Linked DNA regions of Mus musculus: region 2 is linked to region 1. The links are chromatin contacts, called in public Micro-C maps. All regions are on one chromosome and are shown on one strand. Each heading gives the region's core, a stretch centred on a gene start, on an enhancer-like site or on the middle of the called end of the contact. The rest is flanking DNA. Distances are from core to core; before and after follow the strand shown. Region 1 overlaps Fut10 (fucosyltransferase 10). Region 2 has its middle 150 kb from the start of 7420700N18Rik.

Evidence for each region. Hi-C and Micro-C count contacts between places; a contact is called where the count stands out from the background.
Region 2: a Micro-C map of the HL-1 cell line shows a contact between it and region 1, with 4 times the contacts expected there. The contact joins two enhancer-like sites. A contact is called at or near these places in 11 of 484 Hi-C or Micro-C datasets (the AML12 cell line, the HL-1 cell line, adipose-derived mesenchymal stem cells and 6 more).

What each region holds. Positions count from the first base shown.
Region 1 is chr8:31,209,323-31,215,515 of GRCm38.p6, reverse strand. The region is part of intron 3 of Fut10 (fucosyltransferase 10); the gene reads right to left. It also overlaps the pseudogene Gm8051. Among named protein-coding and RNA genes, the nearest start is that of Fut10, 25 kb to the right of the region's middle. Within about 2 kb of position 1,380, at least 4 of the 459 cell types and tissues checked have an H3K27ac peak or open chromatin away from gene starts, as enhancers often do. A contact at or near this core is called in the HL-1 cell line, where this site is marked.
Region 2 is chr8:31,516,562-31,522,671 of GRCm38.p6, reverse strand. No RefSeq gene overlaps it. Among named protein-coding and RNA genes, the nearest start is that of 7420700N18Rik, 150 kb to the right of the region's middle. Within about 2 kb of position 4,116, at least 12 of the 459 cell types and tissues checked have an H3K27ac peak or open chromatin away from gene starts, as enhancers often do. A contact at or near this core is called in the HL-1 cell line, where this site is marked.

The DNA of each region.
Region 1 (6,193 bases), core at 131-2,630:
ACAATGAAAGCATTCCTAAGAGGGAAACTCATAGCTCTGAGTGCCTCCAAAAAGAGAAGAGAGAAGAGAAAAATAAAAAAGAAAGATGGAGCAGGCGCCAGGATGACCACCAGGGGGCGCGCGGACGGTTCTAAGTTCCTGTCCCTTTGTTGGTACTTTGAATATGTCCGGGATGGCCCTCAGCCGACTTGTGCAGGAAAGGAAACCTTGGAGTTTCCACACTTTTGGCTTTGTGGCTGTCTCGACAAGGAACTCTGATGGTACGATGAACCTGATGAACTGGGAGTGTGCTATCCCTGGAAAGAAGGGGACTCCGTGGGAAGGAGGCTTGTTCAAACTAAGTAGGCTTTTCAAAGATGACTATCCGTCCTCACCACCAAAAATGTAAATTTGAACCACCACTGTTTTCATCCGAACGTGCATCCTTCTGGCACAGTATGCCTGTCTGTCCTGGAGGAAGACAAGGACTGGGAGCCAGCTATCACCATCAGACAGATCTTAAGAATACAAGAACTTCTAAATGAACCAAATATTCAAGACCCAGCTCAAGCAGAGACCTACACAATTTACTGCCAAAGCAGGGTGGAATATAAGTAAAGGGTCCGAGCACAAGCAAAGACGTTTGCCCCCTCATAAGCCGGGGCCCTGGGCTCCATGACGAGGAAGAGATTGGCTTACCAAGAACTGGTTTACAACCTTTTGCAGCTAAGTCCATCCGTACAGTTACTAGTCATCTGGGAGGGTTAAGCGGGCGCAATTTTGCATTTCCGCCATTGGCATATCCAGTCTTTTGTGGTTTTGATTATTAAGTAAAACTTGTTTTTATTTTAATAGTGATGTCAGTATTTCAAGTGCTGTAAAGGGATAAACTTTTGTGCTTGGTAAGCCCCTAGCAGCTAGTTTCTTCCAGTTGTGCTGGGACGCAGGCATGCTTCCCACTGTTCAGAGCTCTGGCTTCTATCTGGCTGTGTGACAGAACCACACTGCCTCTCCTTCCCTACCCTCGCCCTTTTCAGAAACCTGGGCTGTTGCTTATGAGCCTCAGATCTAAAGTTGGCCAGCATCTCCACCCTGCACGACTTCCTTTGTGTTTATATGGCATTCTGTCTGTGTTGCCCTTTAGAGTAAATAAATTGTTTATGTAAAGGTTTAAAAAAAGATAAAGTTTGACTTTGAACATTAGATCTAAATATTAACTAGATAGAATTATCAAAATTCTCATCCTAAAATACTTCTGGTAGCATAGACACTAACACTTTTTATTCCTTTGTGTGATAAAATGAAGCTTTAAAGAGTGATGCAAGAACACTTTCAAACATAACTGGAAGAATAGAAATCCTTGCTCCCTGACCAGCGTTAACCCGTGCATACTGCCCTCTAGTGTCACCTCCTGGGAAAACACCCTGAAATTTGTGTATGAAGCTCACTTACCAGATCCTCCATCATCTCCATGTGCTCCGTTTCCTAATTCTAGGTCCCAGAATTTGACTAGAATAATTTCTTTGACAGTATATCTTCACTGTGGTCTCTTCCAAAAGGTTTCACTAAAGCATCCTGAAAATTAGCTAACTGGGAGAGAAATGTGTTCTAAGTCCCCAGCAAATACTCCTTCGGTTGGAGAGCAGAGCCCTTTTGCCGTTCTCAGCTCCTTGTGAATCGACAGGTGTTTTCCAAACTAAAAGCAGAGTAGGAGAGAAACTTAACATGACTCAGGGCATGTGCACAGAGAACGGAAGGTGCCGGTGGCAGCAGCCACTTCCACGGCTATACTGACATCTGCAGGCATCTGAAGAGCAGCTTGCTGTCACCGTTAGTAACTGCTTGATCAAATCTACCTAATAAAAACAAGGCAACACAGATACTATCCCGCAGGTGATAATGGGAAGGGGTCACAGACAAGTCATTCCTGCGGGTGAAAATGGATAGTAACAGGCCACACTAGTGCAAAGAAGGACAAAGACGGTGTTAACGACAGATTTACCACTAGCGTCTGTGAAATTCTTCAGCATGATTTAGTACTTGATAGAGTCACATATCTCTCCCTTGCCAAAAGCACTTGCCCGTGCTCAGTTCTCAGCTGCTAAGGTAACAGAGACAGTGCTGGGCACTGCCCTCAACTCTGCTGGCTTTCTATCTTTTGAGATGATGCTCTTCCATCCCAGGCCACAGACCTCCTAGCCACACGGGCTCTGTGGACAGTGAAGTCAGGGACCTGGGCTAGGGTGCTCAGGCATAGCAAGCCAAAGCCTACAGTGTAATATGTGCAGTGAGTGCAGGGGACACAGTGAGGGCATTGGGTACTGAGGGGCAGGAGAGACAGACAGTGAGAACAATGGGCCCAGTGGGCACAGTGGGTGCAGTGTGCAGTGAGCGCAGAGGGTACAAAGGGGTACAGTGGGTGTAGTAGGGTCAGTGGGCTCAATGGAGGCAGTGTGTGCAGTGGCTGCAGGGAGTGTAGGGCTACAGTGAGTGCAGTAGGTGCAGTGGGTTCAGTGGGGCAGCGGGGACAGTAGGAGCAGTGGAGGCAGAGGGCACCGTTAATGCAGTGGATGAAGTAGTGGGAGCAGTGAGTGCAGAGGGTGCAAGGGGATAGAGTGGGTATAGTGGGGTCAGTGGGCACAGTGCGTGCAGCGGAGGCAGTGGGTGCAGTAGAGGCAATGGGTGCAGTGGGCACAGTGGGGGCAGTGGGAACAGTGGGCATAGCAGGTGCAGTGGGCTCAGTAGATGCAGTGAGAGCAGTGGGCACAGTGCATGCAGTGGAGGCAGTGGGCACACAGGAAGCAGTGGGTGCAGTGTGCGCAGTGGGTGTAGCAGGCACAGTGCCTGCAGTGGAGACCATGGAGACAGTGAAGGCAATAGAGGTACTGGGGGTATGGAGGGTGGGCGTAAGAGCAAGCTCTCCTGAGGGGACTCTCTCCAGAGGACCTCACAGAAACTCGGAATAATTCTAAAGCTGGTTCCTGAGCTGTGAGCTGATAACTCCTTTCTCTACACGGGGAGCCACTCTGACCAAGAAACCCTCCCAAAATGTTTGCTTGTTTCCATATAAAATCAAGAGGAAGGTCCTGACAGAGTTCCCTTTACAGGCCAGCCACACAGAGTGTGGATATCAACCTAAATACTTCCCAGAAACCAACACACACATAATTAGGGTAACCGTTTCCAGCGCAGCTTTTCTGTGTGTGGTGCTGGGGGTGGAACCCAGAGCCCTCAAGTGAGCCAAGCTGAACTCTCCACCTCCCTCATAAAAATGTTAGTCCTCGTGTAACACAGGAGTAAAAAGAGACCATGCTCTCCTTACACAAGAAGAAGCTTTAAAAAATGTGGGGGGAGTCTCCGTGTCTTCTGAGTACATATCAGAAAGACAGATTTGTAAACCACGAGGCTAAGGTTAAAATTCAGATTAGCCGCCTGATGAATGGCCGACACTTACGACTGTAACCCGCAGAGCAGAATACATCCACCTTTCAAATGCGTTAAAGTGTAATCTTACCAGACAGACTTTGTTGTGTCTGTGACACAGGGCACTTTGGAAATGTTACTTCCTACCCTTCTCCTTCTTCCTCGTGTCTCAAGGTCCAGCCTGTGAGTCTCAAATCTCGTGGAGGGACAGAATTGCCACTCTCTATGTACTGTGAGCTCCCAGAGGAAAAGAAGCTGCTGGCCAGAACACAGCGGCTCCCATCCTCATGGACTAGCCTGTCTGCAGCATGACTGGGGCAGGATCCTTTCCAGCCCTGGAAAGGACCGCCGTGAATGAGGACACCCAGCCAGGGGCTAAGACATGCTCACAAACCTCACCAGCCTCCTCTCCTGAACTCCTGCTAGAACCTTCTCACTCTCACCCCATTTTTCTTCTGAACAGATCGTTCTCTGGCCTCTCGGTTTCCAAATTGACATTTCTCCCTCTCCTAGTCTGTTCCTAATTAAAGAGCCGGACAAGCCTGGTTTGCTAACCTCACAGAGGCTTCTACTCTGACAGCTCTCTGCTGCCCCCTCTTGTCATCATGTGGAACAGCTTACTCTTGCCACAAAACTCTTGATTAGGTTGGCCAGGGCAGCTCTTTCAGTGTTTGGCATGGGGGCGGGGGGGGGGGGGGGGGGGAGTATGTTCAGGACTAGAAATACAATAGGAAGTAAAATGGCAAAAGCCCTCATTTTTGTGAAGCTCACAGCACAGTAGGAAAGGCACCCAGCGATCAGTCACATGGTAAATGTTACATCAGAACTCAGAGGACTTGTGAGATGTTTTAAGGGCAGGCTAGACCTGGTCAGCAGGTTAGAGGAGGTGTCCTAGGGTAGTAGTGATACAGGCTGAGATTGAAGGATGAGTGGATGAGTGGAACAAAGAGAATTAGGGAGTAGAAGGAACATTCCAGAGGAGAAAGCAGCAGTGTGGTTTCAGATAGCAGGTAGCATGGTAATTACACGAGAAGAAAGGAAGTCAGCATGGATAGAGGCTGCGAAATGGGGAGCGAAGCAGCAGAAGAGGCAAGCAGCTGCATGCAAGACCACTAGAGCGTGCTGGGAGGAGGCACTGACCAGGGAAGAAGTTATGGTATTCAGGGGAGTCCGTGAAAATGGGCAAGAACCAGTATGCAGAGCTGAAAATTAGGAGAGATTGTGCTAAGGAGAAAGAGACAGCTCTGACATACTTTTGTGCAACTTTGGATATAAGAGAGCAACTGCTCATGGCCATGGGAAAAGGAACTACAAGTTGTGTTTTCTTTTTCATTCTCTTTGTTTTTGCTGTTGTTGTTGGTTTTCAAGAAAGGGTTCCTCGGTGTAGACCTGGCCCTGCCTGTCATGTAACTCACTCTAGACAGCAGGCTGGTCTTGAACTCAGAGATCCGTCTGTCTCTGCCTCCCAACTGCTGGGATTAAAGGCGTGCACCACCATGCCCTGGATGGCAGTCATGTTTTCTTTTTCTTTTTTCTTTTCCCCCCAATTTTTTATTAGATATTTTCTTCAATTACATTCCAAATGCTATACCCTCCCCCCGCCCTGATCCCCTACCCACCCACTCCCAATTCATGGCCCTGGCGTTCCCCTGTACTGGGGCATATAAAGTTGCAAGATCAAGGGGCCTATCTTCCCAATGATGGCCGACTGGGCCATCTTCTGTTACATATGCAGCTAGAGACATGAGCTCTGAGGGTACTGGTTAGTTCATATTGTTGTTCTACCTATAGGGTTGCAGACCCTTTCAGCTCCTTGGTACTTTCTCTAGCTCCTCCATTGGGGGCCCTGTGTTCCATCCAATAGATGAGAAAGACTATACACACTGTATAGCAGTGGTCTTTGCTTTTTCAGTGGGAACTAAATCTCTGGACTCCTGCTATGGGTGAGTGAAGATGAGAATGACGTCTTGGGTGCACCTGGAAGTGGAGTCCAGATAAGATTTGGCCTGGTCCCCAGTGCGTATGTGGTACTTCAGAGTGCTAATAAGACTTACTTACTGCATTCTGTGAAATAAGTTCAACTCTATGATCTCTAAGTTAACCCCTCACATTCTACCATATCGAGAGCAAATCAATCGTCAGCTGAGAAACGGAAACTGCTGCACTCACCTTGTTATCAAGACAGACAGCCAGAAAGAAAGATTGTTTTTAAACCACCACATGAAAATTCATCACATCCGGTGACTATGATTAAAAATACTACATTGAGTAAACTTAATAACACTTAAGAAAAATATTTTAAATGTGACTAGTTTTATTTCTAATTTCCCAGGAACGTGTGATTGTATAAATTAAAGGGAAAGTGGCTGTTGTTGAGTTATCTACCCAATGTGCTCAGATGAGGACATCGCACCTGAATTCATGCTATTTGTTGTCAATCTAGAGTTCCTCTGTCTAAACTCGGGACTCTGCAAAGAACCCCTGGTCACCATAAACGCCTTCACATGGCCACACAAGTGTTCATTGTGCCTTCCACGTGCCCCAAAAGACTTACACATAGTAGAAAAGGATTCTGACCCTCAGTTATGACATTTATGTGTGGACAGTACCAAGTGAGGAGGAAAATGAAAAGGGTACACAGTGCGGGTCATCTCATTCCACTGGCTGCTGGGGGGGCGGGGGGGGGGGAGGATGAGCAGCATTGCCGATGAGCCGTGAGGCTTAGCAACCATCTTGTCAAATCAGCTTGAGACACCCTTGGACATACAGCAAAGCAAGGATGCAGAGGAAG
Region 2 (6,110 bases), core at 2,867-5,366, 300 kb before region 1:
GGGGGAGGAGCTTATAATATAAATAGTCAAATTTCTAATTTTGTAAGGAAGAAAAGTCACAGTTTGGTCAGCTAATTTTAGGTTGGAAGAACATTTTTGAATAAGAGAAGGAATTATCTCCCAAATCTTCTCCAAATTTATACAAAAAAAATATAGAACTATTCTTATATAAAGGCTATATAGTCTATACATGTGAGATACCATATGTAGCTTATCACATATAGCTGGTTTGGAGTAGAGTTCAAAGTTATATCATGGCTTGTTATGACTGAATCTTTTGAGGAAAGCCCCTCTCCTCTTGTTTTTATGACATCGCCTGTGTTAACATTCTGGCGCTGGCTAACAAATTCTCCACCTGTGATAAAAGCTTCACTTGACATTTTATGGTGACATGCCACTGAAGGACTTAAAGCGGACACCATAGAGTTTCCAACTAGCTTTCTCTAGAGGCTGCTACACATTTCCAAGTTAAAGAGTAGCTGTGGCGAAGACACAGATTTTTATCTGTAAAGTTTTCCTTTTTACCTAAAACTCCCATCTTACAGTGTTGGTCCAAAGGTATTTCTAACATTGAAGAAGACAGAGACTAAGTTAATCTCCATAGATAGTTTTCATGCAGAAAGGACTCCCTTCAGTCTTTCCTCGTGTTTATATTCAGCCAATTACCACAAACGAAATAAATTTTACTTTAAGAAAAATAATCCATCTATTTCTAGAGCATTGGATGATTTTTTTAAACAGTGCATGAGATTCCATTTTCAATATCAATTGGATAAATTTAACTGATCTTTGGAATTTCTTTGAACAGAAAATGACGCAAAAGCCCAGCTCTTAGATCTAAGCATCCTCATGTGTGAAAATCCAGGTAAAGTGTGCCAGGTCCCACCAAAGCCCACCAAGCTTAGAGTCGACCTGGCTGTGTTGTCAGCGAATGATCCTTTTGTGAGAAGACACACAATGGTGTCAAATCACAGAATCACAAGAACAGCCCCTCAGTCTGCCCTCAGCTCAGTCAGGAAAAGTGTGGAAAACTAAATTTTAAAATAATAACAATAAACAGGATTTTAGACCCAGAGTGTTCACTTTTCCAACTCTTCAAATTTCTGAAGTCATTCTTTGTTCTCTCCAAGCTACCTGCAAACCTGTTCTCAAAGACAAGATTTGTCACTTGTTAGAAAAGATGTTATTTGATAGCACATACTTTGCTGGGCTGGGTTATTTTAAAAAAATATATAATAATTCCATTGTATGCTATCCTTATCAGCACAGGAGAGACTCTTTTCTTACAGCAAGTACTTCTGTGTTTGAAATGTTAGAACTGCTAAGTACACCCTTAATGCTTCAAGCTACCAGATGCTAGAGCCTGCCTTACCTGCCCAGGCATGTTGTCTGAATTGAGGTCACAGTTTGGCAAATAACATTCCACACATTTTTTCTCTCCTACTGAATTAAAAGGGGCAGCTTGAGTTTCTCTGAATGCCATTGGTTAAGAAGTCTGACTCAGACACCTAGAGAGCTCTCCAGAGCCAGAATGGAGTGACTCGCTACTCACATGACTGGTGGGAGGTAGAAAGCCATCTCTCCTACCATTCTGTACCCTGGCCACGTTAGCCAGCATGAGTCAACTCTTGAAACCTGAAGGTGAATGTTCTACTTGACCTTTGATTTGGGGAGAGTGGCATGACTTCAAATGCTGTCTGTTTATTAATTAACAGAGAGGACTGAATTCCACAATCTGGGAAGTAACATTTGAAACTTTTTTTTTTAATTCACTTTACATCCTGATCACTGCCCACCTCTGGTCAGCCCCTTCCACAATCCTTCCACCATCCCCTTCCCCTCTAAGTGAATACTGCACCCACCCCCCACCCCCGTAACCCCCTACCCCGGGCACTTTGAGTCTCTGCAGGGCTAGACACAATCTCTCTCACTGTACCTAGACAAGACAGCCTAGCTAGTAGAACATATCCCACCCGCCGACAGGCAACAGCTTTTGGGAGAGCCCCTGCTCCAGTTGCTACACATGTGCAAGAAGGCCTAGGTCCAGCCTATGTATCCTCTCTGGTTAGTAGTTCAGTCCCTGGGAACCCTAAAGGTCTAGGTTAGTTGACTGTTAGTCTTCCTGTGAGTACCCCTTGGGGCCCACAGTCCTTTCTACTTGAAACCAAAACTTTAACAGAGTAAAACTTTCCTAATTCTCTTATATAGCCTGACTTGTTTGAGTTTTTCTTTACTTTGGATGAGATTAAGATATGTTATGGCTTGAGGTTTTGGTTTTTTTTCTTCTTCTTTCCCAAGACTTACTGGCCATTTGAAAGTAATTTTTTTTTCTTTATCAGACACATATTTAGAAAAATCATTAAATAATTACTAATGGAAAGTCTATTTCACACTTGTGAAGCGATTCCTTTGAAAGCTATTGTGCTGTAAATCATTTCAAATCTGTGATAACCAGAATCTAAAAAGAATGACTATGTGAGGTGCTCACCTAGGTACCGTCTTTCTCAAGAAAATAAATAAAGGATAATATCATTCTTTCATATACAGATGTTTGACTTACATGGAAGATTCTCCTATTAAGACTATTATGAGCTCAACGATGCAGGTAACACTTCAACCATGCATTCTTAGGAAAGCAACACAATTCATGGTGGAATATTGATAGCTTACCCTCAGGATGGCATGGCTGACTGTAGCTCACTGCTGTTGCCCAAGACAAGGGTATCAAAGAATATATTACAAGCCCAGGAAAAGGTCAAAATTCAAAGTATAATTTCCCTGAACGACTAATCCCTTTAGCATGACCATAAAGCACAAAACTTTAAGTTGAACCATATGTTGAACCATTAATACCATAGGAATGAGCAAAACTGAAGGAAATAGGAAGAGAAATGTTAGGATAAATTATGTTATTGGAAGGAAAATAGAACTGGTTGAAAACTGTTGAAGGTGGGTAAACACGGCCCTCATGAAAGCATCAGCATGTCTGGGGTCCAAGATGAGTTAGTTTATGTCATAAGAATCAAAAGCAAATGAGTTTATTCTTACTTCCTAAATTGTATGCAAGTATTTTTGCCTCCAACAGTCGCCCCCAAAAGACAACCGAATAAGAAAACTGTCATTTAAACCCAAAATGATTTTGTCATTGCCATCCTATCCAACCTCCTTTCAAAGCCACGCTTAATCCTGCTTGTTGACACGTGCATTTAAGTTCTCCTGGAGTCACTCATGAAGACGTTGTGTAATTCAGTTTGGTAAAAAGGATTTTTAGTTATTTATGTAAAACATGATTGACATTTTATTGTAAGACCTTGTTCTTTTGCTAGAGTTCGACACTTACCATGCTTACAGGAGGGATTGCTTTCAAGGCTGTCCTTAAATAGGGTTTTTTGTTGCTTCCTTTTAGCATAATTGTTGCACTTGTTGCTACATTTAACATGTACCCGAACAAATGGGATTAGCAACTTTCTTGATGGTGTTCTTTTTAGTGATGGCCATTCACTAACATCTTTCTTTAGTTAACTAGTATTTAACTGGTGACTAAATATTCAGTTAAAATAATTCTGATAGGCTCATAATGCCATCTAGTGGACAATCTTTAAAATACCACCCCCTGCCCCCCACCCCCAGCCATTTTAATTTTCTAATCATCAATATGCTCTTTAATCTGGACAATGGCTTCATTTAGAAGGATGGGTTAGGATCCCTAAACTCTCTGACAAGTCTATGTAGCATTTCTAACATTGATACCATCCTAAGGGAAAGAAACACACAGCATCAAGTACTTCTGGTTCCTCATCTGTTCAATGGTGTCACCAATGCTGTTAGGAAGTTACAAAGTAGGAATCCAATGTGCAATGTTCGTGTTCGTTGGTTCTCTGATCACCATGGTTTTATATAGAAGTCTTTTATAGCTACTTTGTGATGGTAGAGAAGTGCCATCATGCTCTCTATGGGAGAATTAAGGTTAATGAGAACACAATGGCACTGTCAGCCAAGAACCTGCAGAATGCCCAAACTCAGCCATGGTTTCTCAAAGGTAAAAGTCCTGGCCTTGGCTGTCCACAGACTGGTAGTGATACCTCGTGAGGTAGGAGAGCTTCTCTCAAAGGCACAGATGACTGAACATACGCTCACATGTTAATGTGACTCACAACTTCAGTATGTGTATCTCAACAGATGCTAGGAAACACGTCCTAAAATTCAACACTTGTTTTTTGAGTAGGCAGCAAAATGATGACGTCATAAGCATGTAGACAAGAACACTGCCGTAATTATAAAGCCCCGTGATGTCATCAAATTACTTCCAGTAAGATGGAGCGCATTTCTGCCATTATCACCATTAATTCAGCCCACGTACCTGCATTCTGATATGATATAGATTTACTGTGCTGGACAGATGGTAAAATGGTTAAGAATGCTTGCTGTACTGCATAAGACATGGAATTGGATCACAACATCCAAGTCAAGTGATTGTCCAGCACCAGGGCATCCCAGGCCTTTCCTGACCTCCACAAGCACTTAGATCTGTACCCATTCACACACACACACACACACACACACACACACAAGAATATAAGAAAATAGATCGTTAAAGAACACATAGACTTAATAGACATAATGATTATTGGACAAAAGTAACCTGAAAAACCTGTAAACATTAAGAGCTTATACAGTAGATAGAAATATATATAAATATATATGTATGTGTGTATATATATAAATAATGCTCTATGAAGTAGGAAAAAGAAAAAAGAAAAAGTAATTAGAAATAGCTGAAAATATTTACAAATAAGGCAAATCAGAAATACACAGGTTTTATGAGTAAGAGTTGAATTTTATTGAATGGCTCTTATGATCTATTAAGATGACTATCATATATATATATCATATATATATGCCTGTTACCTAAGCACATGCAATTTTAAAGTTAAATGTTATGAAAACTGAAAATGAGTCAGAAATATTTCCAACAATATATTTGAAATGCTCTCTTAAATAAACCTTCATTTACATGCCAAACTTGGTTCAATTTCTTTGTTGCTTCTTAATTGATATTCTCATTATTCAGGACATGTGTCTCACCTAGAGTAATACATAAATTATGGTTATTACCTTATTAACTTTTAAATTATTTTCTGCACTTTTGTGAGACCGAGAGACATGAGAATATGAACTCTGTTTTTCTAAGCAAGGACATGTTTTAGAAAGCAATATGCTTAATAAATACTAATTAGCAATGGGACAATTGAGGCAGATCCTCCAGTAATCATCGCCTCACTGAAACCCAGATCTAAGCAGCTAATTGGCCACCAAATGACCAAGTAGAGAACACATTGCCTGGGTTCAATGAGTACAGCAAAGAAGGAAACTGCATCAAAGAAGGGGTTGCCCATGTTATCCTTTTTCCAGCTATAAGCAATATGATGTGATAGAAGATGTCTCCTGCTTTAGGGATGAAAAAGGAATTAAATCTAGACCTTACACTTGAATTCCAGGATCTGGCCTGCTACAGTGAGTGCCAAGCAGAGACCCATGTCCCCTGCCTCTTGTACAGTGACTATGGACAACGTCTCTGGAACCTGATTAGGCAGATATCCTGGGGACTGCTTCCGGGACCCTTTCTCTCAGGCAGCAGAGGAAGCAAAATTCCTTCTACTGGGGAACAGAGGAGGATAACTGACACATGGGCTTTGCCTTGAAGGTCAGAGCCAACCCTGATGACTTGTGATCTGGTACTAGCTATGAACTAGAGGCCTGACAGACAAAACTTCCAGATCTTTCCAATATTATATATAAAGACTTACGGTATCAGTGGAGTTAACTCATGGCCTATATCACTGTCAATATTAGAGTTGGCTGGAGGGATCAGTGGATTGCATAGATCCTTCATCTGTAAGAGTCAGGTGAAACCCAGAATAACCAAGGAAGTGTCTCTATACCCCGCGTCAGGAAATATAACCATTCATCCTCAAGCTGACCCTCACATATGGAGACTCTGGCTCTGAGCAGGCAGCAGTATTCTAGGAGGAGAGACCCAGGCTTTGAATCACATCACTGCCAACTGAAACTGAAGTGCCAGTCTCAGGACTTAATACACCATCTGTAGT